Linked DNA regions of Mus musculus: region 2 is linked to region 1. Evidence: chromatin contacts called from public promoter capture Hi-C data. All regions are on one chromosome and are shown on one strand. The core of a region is the stretch at or near the end of the contact, and the rest is flanking DNA. Distances in the headings are between cores, read along the strand shown. Region 1 holds the start of Lzts1 (leucine zipper, putative tumor suppressor 1). Region 2 holds the start of D130040H23Rik (RIKEN cDNA D130040H23 gene).

Region 1 (7,566 bases), core at 2,303-4,802:
CACCAATTTTCAGCTCAGTGCGTTAGTTCGCCTCTTCAACAGTATCACTCATGTCTCTAGCACCTGACATGGGCAAGACCTTTAACAAATGAGAGCTGGGGGCATAGCTCAGTTAGAAGCACTTGCATGGAGCCCTGGGTTTGATCCCTAGTACTGAATTAATTAGGTATAGTGACACATGCCAATCATCTAAGTATTGGTAAAAGAAATTCAAAGTCATTCCTAGCTACATAACAAGTTTCAGGACAGCCTGAGCTACATGAGTCTCTGTCTCAGTTTTTAATGAAATAACAATGAAATTCAGGTTGTCAAGCATAAGAAATGTTCTCCCAAAGAAAAATTGAAATGCTCATGGGCTCCCGAGAGCATATGTGGTTATCACAATAGGAGACATCATTACCCACAATGCTAAGTGCATGTGAAGCATAAAGCAGGGCCACATTACCTCCCCAAACCCAACAGCAGTTCACATTCTCCAAAGAATCACCAGTGTCCAAAGTGTAGCACCAAGGAGATCCATTCAAAGGTGGCAAACTCAAAGTGCTGAGATGTAAATGGCCTGAAGAGTCCCCAGGCAGTTGGAATTTCCTTTTTTTTTTTTTTTTTTTTGCTAAATCCCTTACCATTCATTGTTCTGCAACTGCTTGCCTGAAGCTCTGAAGGCACAAACTCCAGACCCCAGGACTGAATTGGGTCTAGCACCTTCTCCTCCCATATTTGCTCTTGTGAGTTGACAAACACACAGAAAGAGTAGGTAGACACTATACTTTGAGCTGAGAACTCACTGTGGTTTTCCTCCCCAGAAACTCTGGAGTTCTTGGGGAAGCAATGAGTCACTGTGGTGGCAGCACCAAATGGTAGAAATATCTCAGAAGAAGAAATGGGATCTGGACCTAAGGGCAAGATGGTTGGGGGACTAACCTACAGAGGCAGATGCCTGTGGTTAAAACAATGCTGTGAGATTGGACGGCACTCTGTGGATAGTATTAAACTTTGTTACAATACTATTCATAAATGAACTGGACTGAAGTTGCTAAAAATAGATTATTTGCCATGACCTTATTTGGTATATTTCTTATTGTTGGGTTGTTTGTTATTGTTTTCTGCATTTGAGATTGTCTCAGGTAGCACAGGCTGATCCTGAACTTCCTATGTGGTCAAGACTGGCTTTGAATTTCTGATCCTCCTATCTCCACCACTTGGGCAAGGTTTGGTTATAATACTGTGCCACCATATGAAGGTTTATGTAGTGTTAGGGTCTCAAACACAGAACCCCTGAATTTCAAGGAAGCACTCGTTCAAGGAAACTAACCCCAGACTATGATATTCATTCCTGCTTCATTGTGGGTCCCAAAGCCTTGCGTTTTGTAGCATCCAATGAAAAGCTGTGGGGTGACTGTTAAACACGCCCAAAGGCATAAGAATACATTTTCAGGAACAGAGATCTACTTCTTCACCCATACATGCAGACATCTCGCTTCTTAACCCTGCATGGCAACTGAGCACTCTTCACACTCTCAGAGAACTGGCACACCCAGAGCACTCCCCAACAGCATACTTCTCCTACCTCAGCTCCTGCAACCATCAGAGGTAGATAGCCACACAAGGAAATCTCCTTCAGTCTCAAGAGTGCACAGACTGAATGGCTAAAGCAGGTTTGCCTTGCAGAGGGCGCCAAGACATAGGCTAGAAATAGGAAAGACAATCATCCTGAGCAAAAGCAAATGTCTGGTCCTTCCATGAACCCTCCAGGAAGGATGCTCTCATTCCCCCCCCCCCGCCATCTCCCCCTCCCCCCACACACAGACAGTTCTTCTCAACTCTAGCAGATGAGTGCTCTATACTCCCATCTCCACAGCTAAGACATGAAGTTTTGGATTTCATTAATGATGGACTTGGCTCTCATTGGTTATGGGATCTCAGGGAACACCCTTGCATTTTGGTGCCTCTGTTTCTTCACTGGCAGACACAGAGTAAATCACATCTCATACTAATGTGGTAGTTACGGTGTGAGGATAAAGGAGACAACAAATGAGATAACATCTATGATGCACTGAAAATGGTCAGAAGAAAGAGCTAGGTAAATACAAGGTGTGGGCCATTGCCTGATTAGGGTGCATTCTCTGCCCACAGACTCCTGCCCACATTCTGCTCTGTGCCAACCTTGAAGACTCTTACCCCTGTAAACTCTAACTTGGATATTCATGTGCATACACCTTTCAAACACCTCCATTTTCCTTCTGTCTGCCTGCAGAAAATTGTTTCTGAACTTGAAGGAAGCTCAGGTTACAAATCCTCAAAATCCCTTACCAGCAGCCCCCCCCCCCCCCCCGTCAGGATCTGGGTTCTGGGAGAAGTGCATGCGGGCAGCTCATCTCTCTGTGATGGGCTGAGACTAGATTGTGTTTCCAGGGAGGAGAGACCCTCTGGTGGAGAAGTCTCGATGACAGCTACCCAGAACCCAGAGCCTGCTCCTCAGCAATCCAAGGAGCATGCAGAAAACCTGAGGGCAGAAGGCATGGTTCTTGGATCCCTAAACATCTCTAGTGCTTGGGAAATTGAGGACTGACAACCCGTGGGTGAGCAGAATGCTCACATGTGCCACAGTTTAATCCCTTCCACTTGGAGCAGGGAAGGGAAACATCACCTGGTCCGTGGTGTTTGGGTTTCTATTGCTGAGTGAAGCCAGGGCAGATGAGAAGCAAAAACAGAGGGGATCTGATTCCCTGTGGTGAATGAGAAAAAGGAGTGAACTGAGGTGTGTCAGTGTGTGTCTATGTGTCTGTCTACCTGTGTATTCGTCCAAGCTCATTCCTATTCCTTCCAGACACATGTACCTCCAAAGTTCCAGCCAGCAAGGTAAAGTTCACTAGCCAGTCGCCAGCAGCTGGATCCTCTGTCTGGGGCCCCAGTCTCTGTGGCCTCACTTCCTCACCTCTCATTTCTTCATCTCTACATTCATGTCACCTAATGCACGTCTCCAAGATGAAATTCAGGTTTACGAGAATCCCCGGTCTGACAGACAAAGACATAAGGATTGACTGATGCACACCATTTCCTTCCGGCTGGGGTCAGATTAGAAATACAATCAGTGACAGGGAAGAAGACTCCCCCACACCTACCACTGCCCTTCACCCCGATAGTTACATGTAGAAACAAAGACACCTAGACAGACGCGGACACAGACAGACAAAGACCGACAGACGAGCGGACTCACTCCCGGGAGTGGTATGCTGTAGAAAGCGAAGTCTTCCCTGTGTCTGGGCCGTCCGCAGAGCTGTAGACCCTGCACGAAGGAGGAACAGGACCCTGGGTACCCGTACCTTACCTGTCTGTCCTCCTCCGCCTTGGGGATAGCTGCAAATGGCTGCAGATTTTGATTTTTCGGTGTATTTTGTGCAGTGCCCCTTTCTCTTTTTCTGGAGGGCTCCTAGAGCCGGCGGATCCCGCGTCGCTCAAGTCACACTCCCAGGAGCAGCAGAAAGACAGAGAAACTTTCGGACTGTGAGCTTGTCGGAGCCTCCCAGAGCCCGCCAGCTCGTCCGGGCGCTCTGGCCCTTGCGCTGGGTCCCTGGCCGCCGGCGGGGCGGGGTGGGGCGGGGCACGAGTGGGGCGGGGCCAGAGTCAACGACATTCATTGGCCCGCACTGCCTGCACCCTGTCCTGCTCTCTCCCCGGCCTTTGTTCCAGACTGACAGCTGGGGTTGCTCCGACCTCCTGGCTCCTCTGTGCCCAAAGCCCGCGCCGGTCAGGCTCGCAGTTTCTTAGCTCTCGTTTCATCACACTCGGGGGTTCCTGTCTGTTCAGCCTTTCTCTATCTTTCCTCATCTTCCACTGTCTCCTCGTTCTTGCTTTCTCTGTCTGCATTCTATTCGCCTTTGCATTTTCTTTACCCATTTTCTGCATTCCCTTCTTCTTTGCTACCTCTGCCTCTTACCGGTGATTTCTCCAGCCCAACTCCCAGCCACAACCCCAGCAAAAGGTTGAGTTTCTTGGTTTAAGGACCAAACTAACGGTCTAGAGGGGTTATGAGGGTATTGCTTCACCTTGCTGCGATTATAGACCAGAGAGCCCAGAGCCTCCTGACTTCAGTCCTCAAAAAGATCCAATTAAATTTTGACACTTCAGAAGCCTGAGTGATGCTAGCCAGTAATCCCAGGGACTTGAGAGAGGCTGAAACAGGAGAATTAAAAATTCAAGTCCTGCCTGGAGCACCGAAGTGTAACCTTGTTTCAAAATATAAAGTAGAAATATATAGGCAGGGCGGGCTGGATAATTAGCTCAGAGATAAAGGTTGTGGCCTTAATTTCGATCCCCAGCAGTAAAAGCATCAGCCATCCACCCACTTTTCACCACCTATCTGAGGGTACACTGAGGGTAAGATAGTGAAAAGCAGGCCAGTCTGAAGGCAGAGGCGCTGTCCAGAAATTGCCAGCTTTGCCCTGAAAGGGGCAGGTTAAGGGAAGGAGAGTAGGGATCACTAATAGCATGACTGAATCAGAGTCTTTCTGACACTCTCCTGCCCCAAACCTCTGCTGCTCCCTCCTGCTTTTGACCCTAGATTAATTTAAAGCTTTATTTAATTATGTAATTCTAGCTTCCTGAACACTAAAGAGGGAAAATAAATAGCCAGCCAGCCTGTAATCCCAGCACCTGGGAGACCTGGGAGACTGAGACAGGAGAGTTTATGCCAGACGTCTCTCTATCTATACGTTCCCCAGTTCCAGTTCCGAGTTCCATCCTTACTCCCACCTCTAACCACCACAGGCAGAATGATGCCTCTTTTGATGGAAGCCTTTTCTTCTTTCTGTGCCCCACTCATTGACTTGGTATAAGCATGTCTTCTCAGAGGTGTCTCAGGAATTTTGGTGAATAGGGAGGATACAGAACAATTGTTCTGGCTCTTGAAGGTAACAGTGGACTCCAAAGAGAGACTAAGGACGGTGGATTACAGATCTTTGTCAACTCAACTTTGTCCTTGGTCAAACTCAATTTTGTCACGATTGTGATATTCCAGAGAACTGGACAAAGGAGCCTATAGCTTTCTGGTTCTGGCCCTACCTTTGCTATTACAAAGTCATATCCTAGGCTAGACCTCAGTTTCCTGTTCTGCAAAGTGGGTATTACATATGGCACTTTTTTCCTTTTTTGAGACATATTCTCAGTAAGTAGTCAAGGCTGGCCTTGAGCTCACGACTTTTCTTTGGAGAGCTAGGATTACAATTGTGACTCATCATGACTAAGACACTTTTACTGTAGCACTGACATCTCTTTCAAATACACCGTGGGTAGAGAGCTGGGCATGCATACTAACCTATTGTGGCCCAGTTAGGTAGAAAGTGGGCAGTATTTGGGTGTGAGGTTGGAACTGGATGTACCATGGGACAATAGAAACAACCCATGGACAGGATACTTCAGAGGTAAAGGGAGGTGAGTTGAGAGTGAAGGAGGCAGACTGATGAGAGGAAGCCTGTGATGTACTTTGTACGTATGTGTGACGTGGCTGCACAGTTAAAACCTAAATAACATGACCACCAGCAAGACAAAAAGCTCAATTAGCTCTTTATTCCAAGGGAATGCTCTGCAGTGACTAGATGTGCCTATACTATACTCTTGCCCCAGTAGAATCCCCAAAGCGTTCCTCATACATCTAAGGCCACATGCCTCACACTTTCCTATGCCTGAGTCAGGTCTAGAAAGATGTGTCACCAAACCTGTTGTTATATTTGACCTCGGTCATCCGTGTTGGTGAACAAATGTTTCAGAGGATAGGGCAGGGGCCTTTTGAGTTCTGGTCAACTCTTTTGAGTCAACCTGGTATACCAAGTCAGAGGTTCCTTGATCTCACTAATCTGTCCTCTAAGATTCAGGCTCTGTGTTTTAACTTTGTGTGGGGGATTGAGTAAAATGGCTCCTATAATCTCATGTGTTTGAATGTTTGGTCCATAGGGAGTGGCACAATTAGGAACTGGGGTCTTGTTGGAGTAGGTGTGGCCATATTGGAGATGTGCCACTGTTGTGTTTGGCGGGGCTTTGAGGTCTTATTTATGCTCGAGCTGCCCCTGTGTGGCACAGAGGTTCCTTCTGTTTCCTTCTGATCAAGATGTGGAACTCTCAGCTTCTACAGCACCATGTGTGCCTGCACACTGCCGTGCATCCCACCGTGATGATAATGGACGAAACCTCTAAACTCTAAGTCAGTCCCAGGCAAATGTTTTCCTTTTAAGAGTTGCCATGGTTATGGTGTCTCTTCACAGGAATAAAACCTAACTAAGGCACTTGGCATCTCATTCTTCATCTCTAGAACCCATAGCTGGCCATGGAGGAACAGAACCTGATCAGCTAACAGGTAAGTCAGTGGTTTGTCTCTTCTGTACGTTTTCTCTTCTAAGACTGCATCCTTTTTTATTTGACAGCAAATCTTTAAAATCCAACACATGTAAATAGCAAGCATATATGCACATACACAAGTGCACACGCACACACACACACACACACACACACACACACATACACACACACTCCTTAAATAAATGCACTCAGGGGTGGAGTGTAATAGACAAGACAATATCTCAAAGGAGTGGTTGGTATCAGATTCAGGAGACAGACCTCTAGCCCCTTTGCTTCAAACTTAGTTTTGTCATATCCTTTTTGAAACTCACTTTTTCATGAGCAAATGGGTCTAGTAACACTTGCCCTATATTTCTGTCAAGGGGAACACTTTAAAGAATGCATAAAACCAAAGGGGGGGTTGAAAATAAAGCATCACACGGCCACTTAATATTATGTTAAGTCTAAAACTCCAAGGCCTTGTGTTTTAAGATAAGAAAGCTGACTTTATTTAAATGAGTCTGGGAACTCTCCAAATGTTGAAGAGGGGATATGATGAGGCTAAAAACGCAAGGTCTAAGAGATCCACAGACTGTGTTTACCCTGTCTCCCAGCTGCCTCAAGAACAGTCAAGAACTGTGGTTTTCATTCATATAAGGCTCTCCCCACCCTGTCTTAGAGGGGTGTCCTTAACAACCTCTGGGGTAGAAAGTGCTTTCAAGAGTAGTTTTTGTCGTTTAACTTGCACCAGATTGTGTGTTTCCTAATTTACATATACATTTATAATAATGGCTATGGTTATTACCATTATTATTAGGATAGTGTCACACTGTCCATGCTGACTTTGAACTAGTAACTGTCAAGAAGGATTACCTTGAAGTTCTTATCCTCCTGTGCCCACCTCCCAGGCACTGGGACTATAAGGCTGAGGCACCTCGTTTACATGTATTATCCTCCAGGAAGCCTTTTCATGTACATACAAGATGGAGCCAGACTATGGAGAAATTAGAAAGCCAAGGCTTCAGCAAATTTCTCCATCCTTTCTTGCCAGTAGAATGTAGCACACTATTGTAATTTAACACCCTAGCTTAGAAAGGACCTGGGCTGTCACCTCTTCTGGAGTATATCCCTGCAGTGGGTTTGACCGGTCTGTTATGAAGCTCTATATCAGTTGGGAATGCTTCTGTTTACAAGTAGCTAAAAAAGCCAGCACAGCCTGACCTAAACAATAGGGAA
Region 2 (7,566 bases), core at 2,388-4,887, 87 kb after region 1:
ATCTCTCAGGAATTGACTTCAGTCATCAGGCTTAGCACCAAACGCCTTTTCCCTCTGTGCCATCTCACAGGCACACATCTGTGCCATCTCACAGGCACACATCTGTGCCATCTCACAGGCACACATCTGTGCCATCTCACAGGCACACATCTGTGCCATCTCACAGGCACACATCTGTGCCATCTCACAGGCACACATCTGTGCCATCTCACAGGCACATCTCATCTGTGCCATCTCACAGGCACACATCTGTGCCATCTCACAGGCACACATCTGTGCCATCTCACAGGCACACATCTGTGCCATCTCACAGGCACACATCTGTGCCATCTCACAGGCACACATCTGTGCCATCTCACAGGCACACATCTGTGCCATCTCACAGGCACACATCTGTGCCATCTCACAGGCACACATTGCATTTCTGAGATTCTGTTTATGAGAGTTTCCTAATCACAGGTTTTTATGTTTAGTCTTCAAAATAAAGTAACACGCATAGAAAAACGAGGGTATGACTATCATTTTGGCTTGCAAGTAGGGCTTATTACTCAGATTATCCATGGACTTATACACTTGGATTATGAGATTTTAAAAGGAGACATACCTTTTACTGGTGGAATGTTACTGCAAGTGTTATTTGCAGACCAGTGAAAAGGCTTACTGAGAAAACTTCCTCTTGGGTACAAATCTGGCAACATGAGCTGGATATTCAGAGTCCATGTAAAGAAAGGGTCCACACAGTTATCATCCAGTTATTATATCTACATATCTGCATCTGTCTACACATCCATAATCATATCACACAGGCAAACTGCAGAGAAATTTGTTTAAAAAATATAGCCTAAGGCATTAAGGCATCAGACTCCCATTCTCACTAAAGAGGACAATTCTCTTACAAGTAGGACAATCAGCTGCAGACAGAGACAAACTTCCTAATTGGCTATCCAGTGCAATGTGATCAGCCCAGAAACCATAAACACACAGCCAAAAATAAGAAAATACTCAGCAGGTTGTAGTCATATATTAAGAGCTTGCTTATACATAACAAGGAAAATTTTGGGACAAGATGGAAAGAGGACGAGGAAGGGTGTGTGAGATGTAATATATTTTAATCAACCAGTATAAAAGGAAATTTTAAATAAAAAAGTAAGGCTAGAGAGATAGATGCTTCAGCAGTTAAGAGCACTGGGTGTTTTCCGGAGGACACAGGTTCCAGTTCCAGGACACATAAGGTTACTAATAATATGCTATGACTCCAGTTGCTGGGATCGTCTGCCCTCTTCTGGCCTCTGTGGGTTCTGAATAGACTCATGCAGGCAAACACTCATTACTAACATAAAAAAGAAAAATAAATCTTTGTGGATGTCACAGTCTTGAGAGAGACAGCAGCCAGGGTTGGTTAAAATGAACTCTTTCTTATTCTGCATGGCAACAGCCATCGCCTTCCTCTGAGCCAGCCTGCTCAGAGGCGAAAGCAGCCTTCTGAGCATAGAATAGCTCAGTGTAGCTGTTCACTGTAAGTACAGTGTCTACGGTGCCAATAGGTGACTTTTCCTTGATGTTTGCTATATTTGTGCTCTCTCTCATTTGTATGTGTGAAAATTATTGAATTGATACATCTATCTTTAAGAGTATAAAACATAATTAACAGGTATTATTGGCTCCTAAGTAAGATATATTCACAGACTCATTTACTTATGAGGAACCTGCCTGACTCCATTTTGAAGGCAGCAGCCATTATGCTGTATTTTTAAAAAATAGGTTTCCATTTACTGTAAGAGCTGAGCTGCTGCTTTTAATTTTGTTTCCTGGAGCTTGACCTGTCCCAACTCATGACCTTGATTTATTTTTGAGGACGCCTTGAACATTCCTGACCCTTCCTAACCACTCTTGCTAATCACATAATGACCATAGTGTGTGTTTTTGAGATATTTTTTCATATTACTTTACTGCCTCCATGTCTCCCTTCTGTAAACTGGCTTGGCAAATCTTATGATTTTACTCCTTAAAGTGGGTCAAAAATGAAGGGTTTCTCTCTTTAACCTGACTTAGGGGGCAGTTGCTGGCTAGCTCTTGGGTGCATCCCAATAAAATCAAGCTTGGTTCAAATTTGGCTCAAAATTGTGGTAGTGGCCTTATTCTCTCCTGGCTAGATTAACACATGATTTTCATTTATGATCTTGTGGTACAAGATGAACATGCCGGAGACATTTCCTTCCATCTTTTAAGATAATTTTTTTATGTTCCTGCTTGACTTTGAGTTAGAAGGCACATAAACGTCTCTGCTTTTAGATTGCGACCATGTTCAAAAGTGTATTTGTTAAATGAGCATGTTGAGGAATAAGCAGAACTCCACGTGAATGTGTCCAGGCTTCCTAAGAAAAATCCCCATGCTTCCTTTTTTGAGAAACAGCATTGCTTTGGAAATGACTCCCATGCCCATACAGGTAAGAACTTTGGCTCAGCATTTCTGTTTTGTCTGCTGTGATAGCAATTTTTGATAGTCAGACTGAATACATCTGGAATTAACTAAAACCCAATGGGCTGAAAACATGCGAGGGATTTTAATTAAAGCTTTTAAAGTGGAAAGACATTTCAGGATCTTTTGAGGTGACAATATTCACCTTTAATCTGGGCCACACCTTCTGGTAACAGCCTACTTTTGTAAGTTCATTTCTTTACTGGCATTAGAGCCCCTATCTTTAAAATCGTGGGTTATACTGAAGACCGGCTGAGACAACCAGCCTAATGGACTGAACTAGTGAATTCTTCAACTTTTAGTTGGTAGACAGCCCTTCTTGGACTTGCTGGACCACAGCCTGTGAGCCATTCTAATAGATTCCCTTTCTACCTACATAGAGATCTGTTTTATCCCTTCTGTTCATCTAGAGAACCTTCACTAATACACAGCTATGTTCTTTTCACCTTAACTCAGGAACATGCTGGCTAAGAATAGTGTTCATAAAAGGCATGTTTCTATGAACCAATTCATTCTAAGTATTCAAGTTACCATGGAGACTATACTTTTCATTATTACTAATTTGTCAGGAGACAGGCCTGCATTTCATGAGGAAAACTCCTATAGGAGTGGAGTACCATTCAGCCTTCTGGTGGGAGGTATACCTATCATTGTGTTTCTGATCTGGTTCCAGCTTTTCTCTCAGGATATTCTGACGTACCCTTGCCTCCCAGGTTACATGCAGTTGAACTTCACCTAGCCTCAGTGTCAAGCAAAAGAACAAACGTTTTGATTCCTAAAATCTCTCCTTAATTGTTAATATTGTGGCTCCCTTCTACTTGTGGGACACAAAAATCACTCCACTCCACATTGTGAAATGAGATGCACAAGCCAGCCACCCAGTGTCCAGGAGGAAGAAGGAAATGTTGCTGAGTGCAGAAAGGCGGAAGGGTGAATGGTTGGAGGCAGGGGCAAATGCGACTGAAATGCAAATATGTGCATATCCGGGAAAGGTCTGGCCTTGGGGTTGATATCAGCTCTAGCAAACACTGTGCTGTGTCCCTTCTGCATCCTCTAAGCATAAGGGGGAGGTTCTTGTCACTCAAGTCTCATTAGCCAATCAGACCCTTGAGGCGGACCTCCAGTCAGAAGGGGAGGCGGGCTCTTCCGGGGGACTTTCTGCAGGCTGGAATCTGAAGCTTCCTTAGTGCTAGTGGTTCTTTGCCACTACCTGCGGCTTAAGCGCGAGCCTGGGAGAGAAGATATGGTGAGCGAGGGGCGGTTGCCTGGTGAGCAGTGGGCTTGTGAACCTCGGGAGCCCGTGTGGTTGGCCCTCCCTGGGGTCGGATGGGAAGCAGTGGTTAGATGCAGCCTGCTGTGAGATTCTTTGTGGTATTTGCATCTCCCTAGACCCCAGTGGTGGTCTGGGAGCTGCATCTGCGCAGAGCCTTGGGAACAGGGGTAGTGTGTAGAAGTATCCTTGTAGTCAGTTTCACCAGGCTTTTGTTGCATCTGAAGATGGCAGTTTGCCAAACTCAGAGAGTCCCAGTTTCTCTAGCATCTCTAGAATTTCTGTGCTTCATATTTAATATTTAGGAGTACGATCCATTTGGAGTTAGTTTTGGGGAGGTAGTAAATGGCGTTTCATGTGTTCGTTAGCACTCCGCTAATAATCTGTGATGGAGAAGGGTAGAGTTGATGATGGAAAGGATTTACCAATGCTTAGGAGATAATAAGTCACGCAAAGTAGAGTTTAGCTAAGGGTGGGCTGCCTCTAAAGCATCCTAAAGATGATGATAAGTAGTATGCTAACCAGGCTTCTTAGACATGAGGTGATCAGAAACACATGTTCACTCACCAGAATTGTCTCGACATTTGGCCCCAAACTCTAACAAAAGATTTACAACCAGCCACTAACGCAATCCGCATATTAAAAGGCAGTTAGTTGTCTAAAAGCTATTCAAAGAAGTAGTGCACGGTCACAACTAACATCAAGGTCTGGTGTGCTATACAGGTCTAGTTTTTCCCACTAAAAAAGCATAGTTTTGCCCGATGGGTAAGACACAGCTCTTTGAAAAGGAAGGGCACTGTTGTGTTGAGGGCTGGCCTGATCTAGCAAGGTTTTCCCTGAGGCTTTCCTGTGTGGAAAAGGAGCACTGCCCCTTCTCAAACTGAGGAACAAACCTGGTAGATCCAGTAGAAACCTGGATTGACACAGTTAAGTCAGCTCAGAGGTTTGAGACACAGGCCACTCACTGGCTGTAGCTGTGTGTCATGGGTTATACATCTCAACAGCTAACACTGTGCCCAGAGGCAAGGTCAATCGATATCTTATTAATGGCATTCCCTCTACTAAGGAAGGATCTACTCTTTTTCCAGGTCAATAGTGCTAAGATTTTTTTTTCAATTATTTTTACCTTTTAAAAATTTTTTAACTTAATAACATGTACACTTTTTATTTTCTTAATTTAGGTTATATGTGGGAAACTGAGACAGTAATTCAAATAAAAAAAGTGTTTTGGTTGTACACATAGAAGAGGTAATGGAGCAGAAAAGTGAGAAAAGCAGAGAGAACAACTGAAGGTGAATCCCCACAGGGAAACTCCAAAGCAATGTAAAGCACACGGGGAGTTTCCCCACCAGGAGAAGCAGCTGGCTGGGATCATGCTTTTACACATCACCTCCAGTCAGCAATTTGTTAAAAGTTGTCCGTCAAGGGAGATGATACACGTACATTTCGGCACGCTGAGCCTGCTGCAATGACTTAGGGTGACAGGCAAAACTAAAATAGCAAGAGACAAATATACCAGAGGGCTTAGAGTTAGCAGGTAGGCGGGATGTACTGATGTGCTCAGTAGAGTAATACAGACAGAGCACCAGCAATGCTGACCACATTTGTCATAGCATTCTCCAACTAAGTGGTGGTCCTATGCTACACGGTGTACTGTGTACCCAGTGTAGCTAAAGCATCAGTTAAGTACAAAATTATACATCATTTTTACCTTTTAAAAAAGTCAGTTATTGGTATCACTTTTTAAATGTAATTTTCTTTAAATGTGTCACTGCTCCAATCTCTATTTCTTTCTGTTCTCCAGTGTTTCCTTCTCGTTAGGAATTTTATTCTGTTTTTCTCAAATGCTATTTATGTATTGATTTCTGTTTACAGCAATGTCTCCCATAGCCCAGGCTTGCAATTTATCATTGCTTTCCACACCTAATCCTGCCTCTGCTGCCTAGTGCTTGAAAGGCAGTCCTGCAACTCCTTCCAGGAAAAGGGAAAAGAGACCAATGAATGATTGTCCTCTGCCCTCCTTGGCTTCTATTAGGAAATTACAAATGAAGAGGAACTTGTGTTAGAACCGAGTTCACTGACCAACTTTGAAACTGCTGTAGTCACAGCACAGAAAGGCAGGGTCAGGAAGGGTGGTGAGAGCTTTTTTGCTCTGGCAACAGTAGGGATTACCAATGAGTACTCTGGGAGTCAATTTTAGGTGATCAATCAATGTCCTGTTTCTTGGGTCCACAGGACATGCAATCAAGAATCTGAATAAAGAACTGAATTTATTTCTAGGAACCAAATTACTGTAGTTACACTAGTTTAACCAGTACAGAAGATCTGGTCAAACTGACATGGCCATGTCTAACAGGAGTGTTGCTTTTCCTGGATGAAAATGGAGAGTCTGAGAGAAAAGGTGTGAGTAATCCTAGGTGTGGTCTTCTACAAATCGATAGTCCCTTGAGCAGGTGGGGCCATAAAGCTGGGTTTCAACGTTAAAATATAATTTTTGAAATTGTAATTACATCATTTACAAATTATTTTTCCTTTCTCCTATATACTCCTTTATGCATTCTATGAAATGGCCTCTTTTTGCTTTAATTGTTGTTACTGGTTGAATTTAACCTAAATTTGGCTGCAGGACTTCCCAGCTGTGAGATCAAGAAATGGCTCCACTAGACATTGAGTATCAAAGGGACCTCATGTCATGGAAGAGAGACAGGAAGTGCTCTGGGAGACTGGAAGAATTTCTACTAAAATACAAGTTTTCCAGACTAGGGACCTGTCTGCCTCTATTGTGGAAGGCCTGTCCTATTTGAGTCTGTTGATTTCTGCTCACCCTGTAGGGGAGCTGCTATTGTCCTATACCCTGCTGGGAAGACCTAGCTAATGAGAGACTCTGAGAAGTCCTAATAATCAGAAACACCAGTGAAAGGTAGTTTGTGGGTTCCTTCCAGAATTCTCCTCTGGTGCTGCTGTAGGGAGTGTGATGGAGACTACTAGCCATACCATGGTAGGTGTGGGGTCTGCTGACTAGATTAGGGGAGATAAGGCCAGCTATGCTGTCAGAGTCATTGGGACTGGGATGGAATGTGAACCAGACTGGATTCTGTTGAAGCATGTGGAGACTTGGGTAGTGTCCCCTGGCCTCTGAGCTTCCCTGAGTGTGGATTGCTGTGGGATGCTGTGGTTCTTGTAACATCACTGCCCAGTGTGCACACACAGGCATTCTGAAGGTTTGTCTGGTTTCTAGAACTTCTGAATGTTGTATTCTACTTTCAGGCTTGTCATATATAAATATTACAAAGGGTTTAGAAACTGGTAGAAAAGAGGTGATGGGGACCTAGGCCTGGAGAGATGGCTTAGTGGTAAAGAGCTCTTGATGTGTTTCCGGAGAACCAGAGTTCAGTTCCCAGGATCCATATCATGTGGTTCACAACTACCTGTAACTCTACCTCCAGGTGGTCTGATGTTCTATTCTTTTTTTTTTTTTTTTTTTTTCTTGAGACAGGGTTTCTCTTTATAGCCCTGGCTGTCCTGGAACTCACTTTGTAGACCAGGCTGGCCTCGAACTCAGAAATCCACCTGCCTCTGCCTCCTGAGTGCTGGGATTAAAGGCACGTGTCACCCACGCCCGGCTCTGATGGTCTATTCTTAACCTCTCTGGGCACACACACACACACACACGTGCGCGCACACACACACACACACACACACACACACACACACACACAACATAGACACAAGCATAGACACATATTTGTGTGTAGAGCCCATCTGCACTCTCCCTCATGTCCAGTGTTCCTACATTTCACTTCAAAAAAGAGCAGGC

What was found. Promoter capture Hi-C pulls out the DNA fragments that hold promoters and counts their contacts.
Region 2: a contact with region 1 is called in a promoter capture Hi-C map of neural stem cells. The contact joins the promoter of D130040H23Rik here to the promoter of Lzts1 in region 1. A contact is called at or near these places in 2 of 39 promoter capture datasets (macrophages and neural stem cells), 1 of 484 Hi-C or Micro-C datasets (embryonic stem cells), 2 of 115 datasets of contacts at active chromatin or transcription factors (embryonic stem cells and memory CD8 T cells) and 3 of 9 other capture datasets (adipose tissue, liver and pancreatic islet).

What each region holds. Positions count from the first base shown.
Region 1 is chr8:69,180,646-69,188,211 of GRCm38.p6, forward strand. It overlaps Lzts1 (leucine zipper, putative tumor suppressor 1), which reads right to left and starts at 3,553. Exons shown (of 4, transcript NM_001370971.1): 1 at 3,329-3,553.
Region 2 is chr8:69,267,467-69,275,032 of GRCm38.p6, forward strand. It overlaps D130040H23Rik (RIKEN cDNA D130040H23 gene), which reads left to right and starts at 3,638. Exons shown (of 5, transcript NM_001384124.1): 1 at 3,638-3,725.